Regions from separate parts of the Gossypium hirsutum genome. Here region 2 is linked to region 1. A link is a contact called in public Hi-C data. All regions are on one chromosome and are shown on one strand. The core of a region is the stretch at or near the end of the contact, and the rest is flanking DNA. Distances in the headings are between cores, read along the strand shown.

Evidence for each region. Hi-C and Micro-C count contacts between places; a contact is called where the count stands out from the background.
Region 2: a Hi-C map of leaf shows a contact between it and region 1, with 1.9 times the contacts expected there. The contact joins the promoter of LOC107920746 here to the enhancer-like site in region 1. A contact is called at or near these places in 4 of 34 Hi-C or Micro-C datasets (hypocotyl and leaf).

The regions. Positions count from the first base shown.
Region 1 is chrD13:33,461,434-33,464,585 of Gossypium_hirsutum_v2.1, reverse strand. It overlaps the pseudogene LOC107902344. Among protein-coding and RNA genes, the nearest start is that of LOC121224954, 70 kb to the right of the region's middle. Within about 2 kb of position 1,420, at least 6 of the 9 cell types and tissues checked have an H3K27ac peak or open chromatin away from gene starts, as enhancers often do. A contact at or near this core is called in hypocotyl and leaf, where this site is marked.
Region 2 is chrD13:33,806,624-33,809,606 of Gossypium_hirsutum_v2.1, reverse strand. It overlaps LOC107920746 (eukaryotic translation initiation factor NCBP), which reads left to right and starts at 1,682. Exons shown (of 5, transcript XM_016850591.2): 1 at 1,682-2,012. The coding sequence starts at 1,845. It also overlaps the pseudogene LOC121224955.

The DNA of each region.
Region 1 (3,152 bases), core at 171-2,670:
ATTCGAGAAATTTTCAAATCGAGTTAGGATGATAAAATAGAATTCGTCAACTCGATTAACTCAAAAAAATTTCATTCGATTTGATTTGATCGAACATTTACCCCTATCTATATTTACTATTTATAAAGCCTTATAGTGAGTTGGTGTCACCTATCAACTGGATCCCAACTCAAGAAAATTACCATAATATCCCTATACATTTAAAATAAATTATATTATTTTAGGACACTTTATTCTTTTTATTTTAAAAAAATAATAAAAATATGCATATGATGAGATTTGAACCCATGCCAACTAAGTTAGCAAAATTTTAAATTAATCACTTAACCAAAGTTTGATTTTAATATTTTAATACATTTTACTTTTATTATGCGCACTTTAGGTCAAATTCTAATATTAGATCCTATACTTTGCTCAAGTTGTGGATTTAATACTTATACTTTAGTTTGGTTATTTTCAGTTCTTATACTTTTAGATTTGAAAATTTTAGTCCTAACTATATGATAATTATTAAATCCATAAAGTTAAGTTCTGTTATTTTTAAAATTTGATGTGTCAAACATATTATCACATGTGTAATGCTATTTTTTTTTTGTTTACATATTCTCACAAAAAAATCAATTAATAGATTTAGCGATTATCGTTTGCATTAATACTAAAATTTTAAAATTCAAAACATATAACCGCTAAGAATGATCTAATTGGTGAACGTGGACTAAATTTATAACTTTGCGTATAATACAAGACTAATGGAATAATTTAACAAAATAGATTTAACTATTACCATTACGTCAGGACTAAATTTTAAAATTCGAAAAGTATAAGGACTAAAATTGATTAAATTAAAGTACAGGTACTAAATCCACAATTTACACAAAGTACAAGTTCTAATAACAAAATTTGACCCACGCTTTATTACATCCATAAATTGTATCTATACTATTAATAAAATCTGTAATTGAGTTGGTGTCACGAGTCAACCCAACACCAACTCGATTAGAGAAATTTAAAAAATGACCTTCTATATTTAACCCAAGTTATATTATTGGAGTGTATTTTAATATTTTTAATTAAAAAAGGACAAAAAAAATATGCATATGATGGGATTTATATCCATACTTATTTACCACGCAACCAAGACTTGATTTCAATTTGGTTATATATTTTTAATCGAATTCATTTAATAATCTTAATATAATATATTTATATGTTTAAATTTTAATTTATTTATAATTTAATTTAATTTTTTTATTTTAATATCATGTATATTATTAATTAATTTTAAATAATATATTTCATTATTTATTATGTTTTATTTTAAATAGAATAGAATTTCAGGTGCATGTATAAATTCTCTACTAGCACCTATAATAATTATTAAATAAATTTTAGATAACATGCCTTACATAACCCACATATACACGTAGTAATAATGATATTAGGAAGTAGGAACCGTCTTTCCTTTCCGTTTTCGATCACTCACTTTCTTGATCTTCTTTTTGTGCCACCTCACATTTCTTTTCTATTATCTGCAAAACTACTGAATAAACAAATGTGAGAGAGAGAGAGAGAGAGAGAAAACGACACCATCACTACTTCATAGCTGTTTTAATAAGTAAGCAAAAAATAAATATAGAGAATAAAAACAGAGCTGAAATTTAATTACTGATTTCTTTGTATTTAAGCCTTTTCAGAGTTGCCTTCAGTTTCAATTTCCCAAGTATTAAAATCCTCGGGGTTTCTGGGTTTTCCCAGGTATTGTTGAGTTTTTATCTCTTGCTTGAAACTTTCAATTTTACGTGATTCAGCTCTGTTTAAAATTTTATTTTGATTTTTTTTTGTTTATTTGTCAGTTTCATCACTGGAGAACTCTTAATTGTTGCTCTTTAGCTATTGGGTTGATCTTAATTTGATTGCTCTGTCTTTCATTTAATTCTATCTCTAAGGTGAGTTCATTCATAAATTTTATAATATATTTGTTTCTTTTGGATCCAATTGTTTTTTTTTTTTGTGAACTGGTTCTTTTTTTTTCTTAACAGTTTGGAAGTTACGAGATAAAAAGTTTATCATTATAGTGAGAGATGGGAACTCAAAGATTGGAATTTGGAGTTAGAGTTAGGAAATTAATGGTGATATCAGTTAAAATATGTTATAGATCAGTTTGGAATCATCCATTTTTTTTTGGGTTGGTTTGCTTTTTGATGCTTTTGTATACCTCATTTCCTTTGTTATTTTCTGCTTTGGTTACTGCATCTCCTGTTTTGGTCTGCACTGCTGTTTTACTTGGTACACTATTGAGTTTTGGGTCACCATACATACCTGAAATCAATGAAAAGGAAGAAGAGAAAGCTAGCCATGATGTTCCAGAATTGAAAACCAGGGCTACTGAGGACAATACTGTTGTGGAGAGAAATGTTGGTGGTGATGATTTTGTTGAAGAAAGACATGTAGGGGAGAGGTGGGGTATAGTCAAGAATGCTGAGGAGAAAGTTAATTTGGTCTATAATGAGGTTGGTGAAGTCGAGGAAGATGATGGTTCAGTTCGTTATAAGCTGTTGGTGGATGACGATTTGGATTCTAGGGATATTCATTGTGAGAATGGGGTGATTGATGAGGTAGAGGGATCATTGAATGATTCGTTGGTGGAGAAGAAGAGGGAAATCCAGGAGGAGATTCTAGGAAGTGAAGGCCTGTTGAGTATGGTGAAGGCATTGGATGATCATCATGTTTTGACGGATACTGTAGGAGATAGGAATCTTGAAGTGGAGGATTGCAAACTCATTGAAGATCTCAGTGATGAACAAAGGGATGATGAATTCGATTCTCTGGTGTTCTCTTGGAAACATGCTGTGGACAATGAGGATGATGGTGATGATGAATCGTTGGATTTTGGTTCTGATGGTGCTGAGAATTCCTCTCCTGATGCTTCAATGGCTGATATGATTCCGATGCTTGATGAGTTGGATCCGCTTTTGGGCTCTGGAGCTCCACAACCAGCTCAGTTGTCTGATAATGGTTCAGATGCCATCTCAGAGAGGTCTCATGATAGTAATAATGATGAAAGTGTTGAGTCCGATGAGTTAGAAAATCAAAGGGAGGAAGATGATGATGATGACGATGAGAAGGATGCGGGAGATGGAGCTAAGGAAGAT
Region 2 (2,983 bases), core at 433-2,932, 340 kb before region 1:
TGACTCCCCTACTCATCTTGAACCAAATAGCCTATTCCACATGTTTAAAACCAAAAAAATAATAATAAAATATAGTGATCATTACCCAAATCCCTAAACCTACATGTAATTTAACAAATTACCTTTTCTTAGACAACAACGTATGAACGAAATTATAGTTTCGTTTAAATTATTTTTTTTCTTTTTCTTGCGTGTTGAAATTTCCTAGTTTAAAGATTTATTTCTCTTTTATTTTAGGGGAGACATAATTATAGTTTTAAGTTGTGTTTGGATTCACGATGATGTCGTGGAGCTCGATAACTTATAAATTTTACTTTCCATGTGAGTATATAGCCATGACTTGAGAAGTTGGGATCACTTTGCAACTCAAGGTCCAAGTTGGCAGTGATTATATCGTCTGGGGTTGAAGTGTAAATAAGATTTCAAGTTTACAAAGATTATGCTGTCAAAGGATAGAACATAACTGGGGCCCTAGTTGATGGTGGTTATGTAGGCAGGACAACAAGTTTCTCCTCGTCATAGGAGCATGTTTTATAAAACTCATACGGAAGTGTAAGGAAGGAACACGCAAGGGGTCTTCCAATATAATTAAATAATTCATGTTGTCTGTCCGAAAGCAGTAACCTTGTTAGTATAACCTATTGCACCCCAATTCTGTCACAGGTTATAATAATGGGGTCACCGCTTTCGGTGGTGATGGATAAGATGCATTATCTTATTATACTAAAACGCTATTGTGTTTTTCTTCCTCGTACTTCTGTTTAGGTTTTATAAAACATCCTCTTCTAACGAGGAAAAAATCGTTGTCGTGCTTGCATACAGGGGCAAAACTAAGGGGCTAGCAAGGGCCCCAACCCTCCTAAAATGGAAAATTTCCCATTTAGGCCCTTTAATATTTTTAAAATTTTAAATTAGTAAATGTAAAATTGCACTTTGCCCCTTAAAAATATAAAAATTTGATTTAATCCTTTAAAAATTATAAAGATATAGGTTATTAAAATAATGAAATTGCATTTTTGCTATCGGAAAAATTATAATTTAATTTTGGCACCCTAAAATTTTTTTTTGGTTTTACCCCTGTCTACATAACCACTACTAATCGGGGTTTCATTTATGCTTCATCCCTTGACAACATAACTTTTGTAAACTTGAAGCCATAGTTACAATTCAATTCGAGACCATATAATCACCGTCAACTGGGACTTTGAGTTGCAACACGATCTGACTTCTTGAGTGATGGCTCTTACTCACATGGTAGATGAAATTTGTGGATCACTCAGCTCCATGACACCACTATAAATGAAAATATTCCTTAAAATTATAACAATTTCTATCTCAAACATGGGCAAAAATAAATCTACAAATTTATAATTTCCAACCGTAAGAAAAAAAATTTACCAAAGTGAAAATGTGTCCTATAGGGTACGTTTTTATTCTCTTTCCCACATCAGTAAAAACACATCTTGTAGGACGCATTTTCTTTTCTCTCTCCAAAAATAACGTAGAACAATAAATTAAAAAAACTAAAGCATATATCTAAAAATTAGCCCGTAAATAATCTACAACCTATTTTATTTTTGTAATTTTTTTTATAACCTAAGTAAAAACCAAGTGGTTGGCATTGGATAAATTATGTTTTAGAATACTTTATTTGTACCTAAAAGGAAGAAGAAACCAAATAACAAGGCCAACCAACCTACGTACCAAACAGGACGCAGACAAAAACATCAATGCGCAACGCACCGTTTCATCTCCTTTCCTTTCCCATTCCCCATTAAAAAGAACGAACATGGGAAAAAAAAAACGTTAGGGCTTCTGCAGAGAGAGGGGAAAAAGAATCGAAAATGGAAATTACGGAGAAAAGGGAAGGAGAGAGCAATAACAGCAGCAAAGATTTGAACAACAATGATAATATCAACAACGATTTGACAGATTCTGATGGCAATAATACGAGTAAAGAAGCTGAAGAACGCCGAGCCCGTGACCTCAAAGCCGGTTTGCATCCTCTCAAGGTATTTTTATTTCTCATGATTTTTCTTTTCTTTTTGAAAAAAATTAATTTATGTGAATATATGTGTAATGTTTTGCTTGTGGATAGATCTGTTTACAATTTCAAAATATCGCTTTTGAAATTTTTAGGTTTAATGACGGACTATGGCATTTTATTTCGATTCAGATAACTTTTTTTTTAACATTTTAAAGATATAATATTTCACTGGTCTTTTTAAAACAAGAAATTTTGTTTTCGGAAATTTATTTCATTTTGCTGAATAATTGTTTCTCATTTCAATTTTCACGTATTCATATTGAAATATTGATTCCTTTTTGAAGTTATTAACATTTGGAATGATTTACTCAATTGAGACACTTGACGATTCAGTGAAAGAATTTATGTAATAGAAACACTGTTTTCTCTTTTGTTTGTTTTTCCTGATTAGTTTGGAGAGGTAGTCTAGGAAGTGATTAGTTGATTATTATATATATATATTAAAGCATCCCGGAGCTTTTGCAGCACTTAACTTTTAAGTTCATAATGTGGTTGCAGAAGTGCATGCTTCGACTTAGAAGAGACAAATGAGTTCTCCAATACTATCGTGGCGATGCATTAGTTTACCTGAATTCACTTGAACACCTATGGATATCTTATTGAACTAGACAATCCAAATTCTGATCAAAATGTGAAAGAACACCATGGTAACAAATGAAAATAAACCTTGAAATGAATCTCTTTTCATGGTGTAGATAGCCCACCATGGTACTACCTTAGCAAAGTATTGTATCCAACTCAGTTTCTACACATTCTATAATTAGTCCTAATTAACTAAGGTAAAATGAATTCACTTCAAGTTAAGGGAAAGTATGATCTCCGCACTGTGCTACCTTTTATGTTGTAGTTCATGTTTCATGATCTAAATGAGCTGTATCCAACTAACTTAGGCTTCAATTTTTATGATGTTCTTGGCTCTTCATTTTCTTGGTCTGA